Linked DNA regions of Mus musculus: region 1 is linked to region 2. Evidence: chromatin contacts called from public promoter capture Hi-C data. All regions are on one chromosome and are shown on one strand. Each heading gives the region's core, a stretch centred on a gene start, on an enhancer-like site or on the middle of the called end of the contact. The rest is flanking DNA. Distances are from core to core; before and after follow the strand shown. Region 1 holds the start of Cyrib (CYFIP related Rac1 interactor B). Region 2 overlaps Cyrib (CYFIP related Rac1 interactor B).

The links. Promoter capture Hi-C pulls out the DNA fragments that hold promoters and counts their contacts.
Region 1: a promoter capture Hi-C map of neutrophils shows a contact between it and region 2. The contact joins the promoter of Cyrib here to the enhancer-like site in region 2. A contact is called at or near these places in 5 of 39 promoter capture datasets (the C10 cell line, the HPC-7 cell line, macrophages and 2 more), 1 of 484 Hi-C or Micro-C datasets (nephron progenitors), 4 of 115 datasets of contacts at active chromatin or transcription factors (astrocytes, bone marrow-derived macrophages, embryonic stem cells and 1 more) and 3 of 9 other capture datasets (adipose tissue, liver and macrophages).

Annotation. Positions count from the first base shown.
Region 1 is chr15:64,058,084-64,061,839 of GRCm38.p6, reverse strand. It overlaps Cyrib (CYFIP related Rac1 interactor B), which reads left to right and starts at 1,392. Exons shown (of 13, transcript NM_001360036.1): 1 at 1,392-1,645.
Region 2 is chr15:63,967,144-63,970,826 of GRCm38.p6, reverse strand. The region is part of intron 3 of Cyrib (CYFIP related Rac1 interactor B); the gene reads left to right. Among named protein-coding and RNA genes, the nearest start is that of Gsdmc4, 57 kb to the right of the region's middle. Within about 2 kb of position 1,531, at least 21 of the 459 cell types and tissues checked have an H3K27ac peak or open chromatin away from gene starts, as enhancers often do. A contact at or near this core is called in the HPC-7 cell line, bone marrow-derived macrophages, neutrophils and 1 more, where this site is marked.

The sequences.
Region 1 (3,756 bases), core at 143-2,642, 91 kb before region 2:
CTTGCCTGGCTCCTCTGGTATGTGATAGGCATGACCTCAGGCTGATGCCATCTGTCCCTGCTTCAGCCTCTTCATGTGTAACTCTGGGCAGGCTGCTTCATGGACTGTGGTGAGAGCTAAGTGAGGTGGGCACAGCCTCTGGCACCTGGTTCACTCTGAACTTCCAGACTGAGGCCCTCCCATTTTGCATGCTCTCTGCTGTGCCCAGGTTTAAAACCTCTTCTGCTGTCCCCTCAACTTTATAGCTGACCGTTGATTCAATATTCAGACCACTTCTTACACTGTTAAGATGGCATCTGCTCCCCAGAGCCAAGAGTTCTGATGCCCTGGCAGGCTCTGATGTTGGACCAGGGTCATGAAGTGCAATGGTCAGGGAGGACTTGAACTCAGGCCCTTAGCCTCCCAGGCAATTCTTCCCTTGGCCTAAAAACCTCCAGAGACTTCTAGAAAGCACTTCTGCTTTCCCTTTGGGTTTGCTATGCCAAGTGGGCCACACACCCTTTCTCGCTTGTCCCAGTGCAAGCAAGCTTTCATCATCAGAGTGGCTCTACCCAGCACTACAAAGTTTTTTTGCAATCAAAAAAATTCCCTGAGAACCGTCCTGGAGGCCTCAGCAACCCCAAGTTCCCCGAATTGGCCCAGGTTAAGGAAAATCTGGACACACCCCTTTGTTAAAGATGAAATAGTCCAAGGTAAATCAGTCCCCAATATTGTACCCCCAAGCCCCTAGCACAGGTGGAGGGGTGATAAGAATGAGAAGGAGGGGCAAAAGTTGTGGATGTAACCCTTTTGATACCACGTTAGAGGTCAGGGAAAAGATATTTCACGGAACATTAAATATTCCTGAAAAATCTGGTTGAAAATCAAGATAACGATGACATGGACTTGAGGGCAGAGGAGTAAAGGAGAGGGGGAAAATGCCCCTTAATGATGTCCTAGGCAAAGGGAAGGACAGGGGTCCCCACACCAAAAATCCCAACAAGGAGATGGTATTTGGGGAGTTTCCCCTTCGCTAAATCACAAGTCCTGGGACGACCGTGTGACCGTGTGGGTAGCCCAGACCCCCTCCTCGCATCGCCTCTGCTTTATTGGTGCCCGGGCTTGCACCACTGGACCCCATGGGTGTTTTTCTGCCCGGCTCCCGCGGTCCAGGGGCAGCCAGGCAGGTGGCGCCCGAGCCGAGCGCATCTCGACCCCTCGTCCCAGGTGAGGGAGGGGCCGCGGGGACCCGGCGCCCTGGGGGTCGGGCCTAGGCGCCCGGGACTCGCCCAAGGTCACTGTGCGGGCTGGGGCGGGGGCGGTGCGGGGCGGTCCCGGGCGCGGTGACGCGGGGCCCGTGCTGCGGCGGGGCCCGGGCGCGGGGGGCGGCGCGTCGCGTCCTCCTTTTGTGCGGCGCCGGGCTGGGCTGCGAAGGTAAACAGCGCTTCCTCTTCCTCCTCGCCGCCTCTTCCTTTTATAGCGATTTCTGGCCGCGCCGGGGCCGGGCCGCTGCTGCTGCCGTTTGCTGCTGCTGCTGTCGCTTGCTGCCGCGGCGGGGCCGCTCGCGAACCTGCGGCGGGGACGCGCGAGCCGCCGACCCGGAAGCGGCGTGTGTGCACCGCAGGCTCCCGCCGCCAGCTCGCCCGCCCGCCCGTCGGGCCGCCAGGTACGTGCAGGGCCGGCCGGGAGCCTGCTGCGGCGTCGCCGCCCTGGTTCACCGGGCTGCAGGGAGGGAGCGAGCGAGCGCCTGGGGCGCTGTGCACTGGGAGGCTGGGGCGCGGGGTCCGAGTGGTTGTCCCCGGGCACACCCCTCTTGCAGGCCAGGTGAGCGCTGCAGGGCCTGACCCGGGCTCCGCGCTGCCCTCCGCTAACTTCATTTTGGGGGTGGGGGTGGGGGTTCCAGGCCAGGAGGCTGAATTGAGGAACCAAAAGGGCGAATAGACTCGCACCAGCCTGACTTCCTTCTGCTCCGACCCCCGCCGGCGTTTAAACAGCACTTCCTCTTTGCCCGTTATGTTTTCATCATCATCGGCATCATCATCATCATTATCAGTTTTTTTTTTTTTTTTTTTTTTGAAAAATGGAAGTTTAGTGTTCAGAGGTGGAGGCATTTGGAGCCCACAGGGCTTTCTGGGGGTCGTGCACACACAGTAGGTCTGGAAGGAATCCGTGTGTCCTCTGAATGTGGGTCTTGTGTCTGGGGTGGGAGGAAAGAGGAACCCGGACTTCCTTTGCAAGCAGAGCCCTAGGGGGTTGTCTCAGATCCCCACCCTGCCGCTAGAAATGGAGGGGTGGGGGAGGGCTTGAGTGTGAAGGTGGCGCAGCAGGGAGAGTCACGTGGCTGTGCACCTCTGTCTAATTCTTGGTCCTACCACTCACAAGCTTTGTGACCTTGGCCAAGTTGTCTGCATTCTCTGGGTCTTTCGGCTCCTTGTGTCTGTAAAATGGGCCGCTCTCAGTTCTGGCCTGCAGTAAATGGGACTAGGTTTCCTGGCCTTGAGGTTCAGGGTGGGAATGTCACCTCCCCTTTAATGCCTTCATCCCTTAAGACACGTGCCGGGCGGGAGCACAGGGAGGCTTCCTATAGATAGTTGTGAAATGAATTGGTGGCTGGTAAATTTTGAGAAGTGAGCCCGTAGGCTTCCTCATTTTTGCCTTCTTTGCCCTTAACTTCCACCCCATCATCACCAGAGCCATGTTTTGTTACTTCAGCCTCCAGAAATCCGCGGATCCCTGGAGGAAATAGGGACTCCCTCTGAGGAAGCTTCCACTCTGATTTTGATTGAGACTCTCCCTATTCTTGGAGGGTTGTATTCAGTGTGGAGAAAAAGGAAGCTTTTTTTTTTTTTTTTTTTTTTTTGCGATGACAGTGGAGGTGGCTGGCAGGGTTGCCAGCTGGAATGATTTCCCAGGCCCTGGGCTCCATGTAACTGGGAAGGAGGCTGGGGGAGGTGGCTTTTTCTCCTGTGGTGGAGCCTGCAGAACAGGTCACCTGGCTAGGCTTTCTTCCTGGAGGCACTTTGTAATAAGTATGCTGTAGATTATGAGTGTGTGTGTGTGTGTGTGTCACAGAGAGAGAGAGAGAGAGAGAGAGAGAGAGAGAGAGAGAGAGAGAGAGAGAGGAGGGAGGTATTTGTGCACTTTGGGAAATTTTAAGGAAATGTTGCTTTGTCTAACAGCCATTTCCCCCCTCTTTCTTTTCACATCCAAAGCCTTGTGTGCATGTCTCTGAAGTCTGAGAGCGACTGCTTCTTGCTTTGTTAATTTCTTGACGTGTTGAGACAGGACCTTATGATGTATCACAGGCTGGCCCAGAACTTGTGAATGTTCCAGCCTCTGCTACCCAAGTTCTGAGACCACAGGTGTGTGGCACTGTGTCCCTGGTCACTTCCATTCATTTACTACCGAGGCAAGCAAGCTCCTCCATTCAGAGACACTGCTACACAGCTCTTGTTAATGCACATGGTGGCCACAGTCACCTGTGTGGCAAGAGAGAATCTTTCCATTTCACCCAGACTTGGTGTGAGGCCAGGGCTTCCTGTTACTCAGCCTGGGAGAGGCAGGTGCAGGACCTTAGGGCTGCAAATCTAGCCTGGGGTTCTGGTGGTCCTCTGCATCCTGAATGGCTTTGTGTCACCTTGACAACTGTGTCTGGCTTATCCTGGGAAAGATGGACCTGTGTTCTGAATGAGTGAGAAAGTGATGGCTCCCCCTCTGTGCTTTGTGAATACATTCTGTCTACATCCCAAGGTCAGCATCTGGCATCAAAGTGACCTT
Region 2 (3,683 bases), core at 282-2,781:
ATATTGAAGTCAATATAAAACTTACTAAAAGTATATGTAGATAATATTGTATAATTTCTGTCTTAGGGAATAATGGGGAACATATAAATTAATTAGAACTTCTACTTACAGCCCTTCAAGTAGGAGAGGTATATGGTTTTTTTTTTTTGATTTCTTTCTCTATAACAAGTAGAATTGATCAATAAAAGTTCAAGCTATAACCTTAATAGTATAATAAGTGAGAGGGGGAAAATATGGTACCTATCCATTGAGAATTAGAGAGAAACTTTTATACATCATCTTAAATAAGAATTCTATCTTGTTGTTAGTTTTAGTCCTTTAAGAAAAATGTCTGAAGGTTTCACTGAGATGGCACAGGAGGTGAGAGTACTCGCTGTGAGTCTGAATGTGAGTTGGAGTTTCAGAACCTAAATGGAAGAAGCAAATGACTAGTTCTGACAAGGTGTCCTCTGACCTCCAGGTGCACACTCAAACATGTACATCGACCCATGCATATTAAATAGCAAAGATTAAGTAAAAATGTTTTAAAATCTTAGAAACAAACAATTGCCATTAAAGGGTCTTGAGTACATAAATATATGTAATCCTTTGATTATATATTTTGCCAATATTTTACTTTTAGAAATGTATAGATATTTTAAAATCTTAGTTTTATATGTGTACTTTGTGGTTTTCTAGTTAAAAATGTGTTGTAAAAAATTTATTTTTATTTTAAAAATTTAAGGTATTTTAAAATATCTAATATTTAAATGTTTAAATAATTTAAAATATTTTAAGATAAATATTTTATCTTAAAATTCTGTCCTCTTCTAAGTTACAAAGGAAAATATACTTATATTTCAAAACTCGTCATTTTATTAGAGGAGATATGACAGTCCTAATGAGGACCCCTCAGAATTGTCATTGTTTCTCTGATCTGTGTCACCAGTTGTCATGCTAAGGACATCTTTGGAAATCTGTAGGAGCCTGTGACCTCTGACCCACAGTAATGGTCCTAATGACTCATGCTTATGTGAAGAACCCAGTTACATTGAAATACTGTCACAAATATGCAGATTATGGTCAGCTAATCTGTCCTTTCACCAGATTATAAACTTTAGAACAGCAGTTCTTAACCTGTGGGTTGTGACCCATTCACTTGGTTGCCTAAATCTATTGAAAAATACAGATATTTACAGCTTGATACATAACAGTAGCAAAATTGCAGTAATGAAGTAACAATGAAAATAACTTTATGTTTGGGGTTACCACACATGAGGAACTATATTAAAGGGTTGCAGCATTAGGAAGGTTGAGAACCACTTCTGTAGAATAACTGCTAACTACTGTAAACATATTTGTAATTTTAATTAGTGACAAGTTCATGGAAACTACTTTTGCTATAACTTGTTGACCATAATCTTGATGAAAAGTCATGCTCATTTTTCATGTAGAAGTTGGTAAAATGTTTCCTGTTCAGTTTCATAGACATTGCAGTCTCTGAACAGTGAGAAACCACATCCTCCTTCCTTTCTCACTCTTCTTCAGTGAGTGTAGTTTTCCTGATCCTATATAACTGATCTTAAAAGGAAAGAGCTGCCTGGTACGGTTGTAAGACTGTATATAGACCCAGCATTCTGGAGGTTGAGACAGGAGAGGAGCAATGCAAATTTGTGGCTAGCAGTTATTTGAGGTACAGATAGAGAGACCTTGTCTCCAATGAAGAGGGTGTGTATGTCCATTCCTTTGAAATACCTTAATCATATAGATTAGAAGTTTGTGAAAAGGCTTTGAAGACAATTCTGTTTGCTGGTCAGTAACAACAGAAACAATATGCTTTGGGAAAGAACATTTGATAGGCACTTTCAGGTTCAGGGAATGGAGATCGATGGCAATTTGGTTGATTGCAAAAGCACCACCAACATTAGTTTTAAAGGGGCCACAGTTGAATTATGATGATACTGAGTTCTTTCTGTAAGTATGATCGGGCTTCAGTACTCCATCTTAAAGATGTTCTTACAAAATGCAGTCCCAGGTTTCTTAAAGGAAACGCTACTGTTCCACTAGTTGCTGGTTTGACCTAAATCGCTGAATTTCTCTAGTTCTTAGGTTTCTTTCACAAGATTCAGAAGTTGAGTTTTTCCCAACATTTCACACATTCTTTACTTGGTATGCGTGCTTCTGTCCTCTTTCATTTATGTTCTTTTCTTTTTTATCCCTCCCAGCAACTTTGAACATATGGTAGGAATATTAAAACAATAAATGAGTTAAACTTTGGCTTGTATATGTATGTCTAACTTACATGCTATATAAGATATATTAAGATACGTGTGTGTATGTGTGTGTGTGTTATTACAACTTTAAAAGCTGTAATAGTGACATACTTTTTATATGATATATGCAGACTACATTTGGTCTTATAATGGTTTTAAATTATTTAAAATTCTATGCTATTAAGAAAATACATTTTTAGTTTTTGTCTATAAATTTGCCTTTAAAAAAATAGAAGCACCAGCATTTACATTGTTACTTTAAATGCCTTGGAATTTGAGGCTTACCTGGTCTACATAGTGAATCCTGACTCAAATAAAATAAAATTTACCCAGAGAGTTTGTTTATACTCTTAAAATGAAGTAAGACAGTATTTTTTAAAACTGATATAATGAAAAAAAAAACAATGTATTTATTTGTAATTACCACCTACTTGACAGTGTAACCTTGTAATGATGGCCACTGCCAGAGTCCAATTAGTATGGTAAGACTATTTAAGTACTGTCTTAGTTAGGGTTTCCATTGCTGTGAATAGGTACCATGACCAAGGCAACTGTTATAAAGTACAATGTTTAATTGGGGCTGGCTTACAGGTTCAGAGGTTTAGTCTGTTATGAAGACAGGAAGCATGGCAGCATCCAGGCAAGCATGGTGCTAGAGGAGCTGAGAGTTCTACATCTTGTTCAGAAGACAAACAGAAGAAGACTGCTGTCTTTCAGGCAGCTAAGAGGAGGATCTCAAACCCCACCCCTACAGTGACACATTTCCTGTTGAAATGGCTGAAATCTAAATAAGTTCTACAAAGAACATTTAAACAGTAGCTGAATAGCTACTTGGATGCTACAGGGGAAATTCGAACTATGATAAAAATGGCTATGATTGATTGAGCCTCCCATTTTAGCATGGATGGTCCCTTTTCTGGTTTAAGATTATTGGTAACCAAATGTAAAAACCATTTGATGTGTTTTAGACCTTACAGGGATACTAACTTAAGAAAGCTTGATCCACATAGAAAATAAGGGACACCTGACTTAATAGAATACTTTATCTCTTAATAGAAATTATGAGGAGAAGAAGAAAGTGGAAACACAATTTAAAGGTCTCACTGTTTCAGCCATAGTGAGGTTAGCACTGGACTTTTACTCCTACTTGGGAAATTCTGGCAGATTTCTGAGCTCCTCTCTCTTTTATTCCTAAGAAGTCTAAGGGCATGACATGGAATGTTGGTGTGGAGTGGACAATAATGTTTCTGTAGACCTTATTCTCCATGCAAAAACTAGAAACAATGTTTTTATTGATAATGTTGGTATTACTTATTTTGGCCCTTGCTATAATGTTTATAAACATGTTCACCACTATTGGAGATGATGAGTTTGGTGATGGGAAAGAGCTTCATGGAAAAGTCTTACAGTCTCTGCCAATTTAGTATCTTA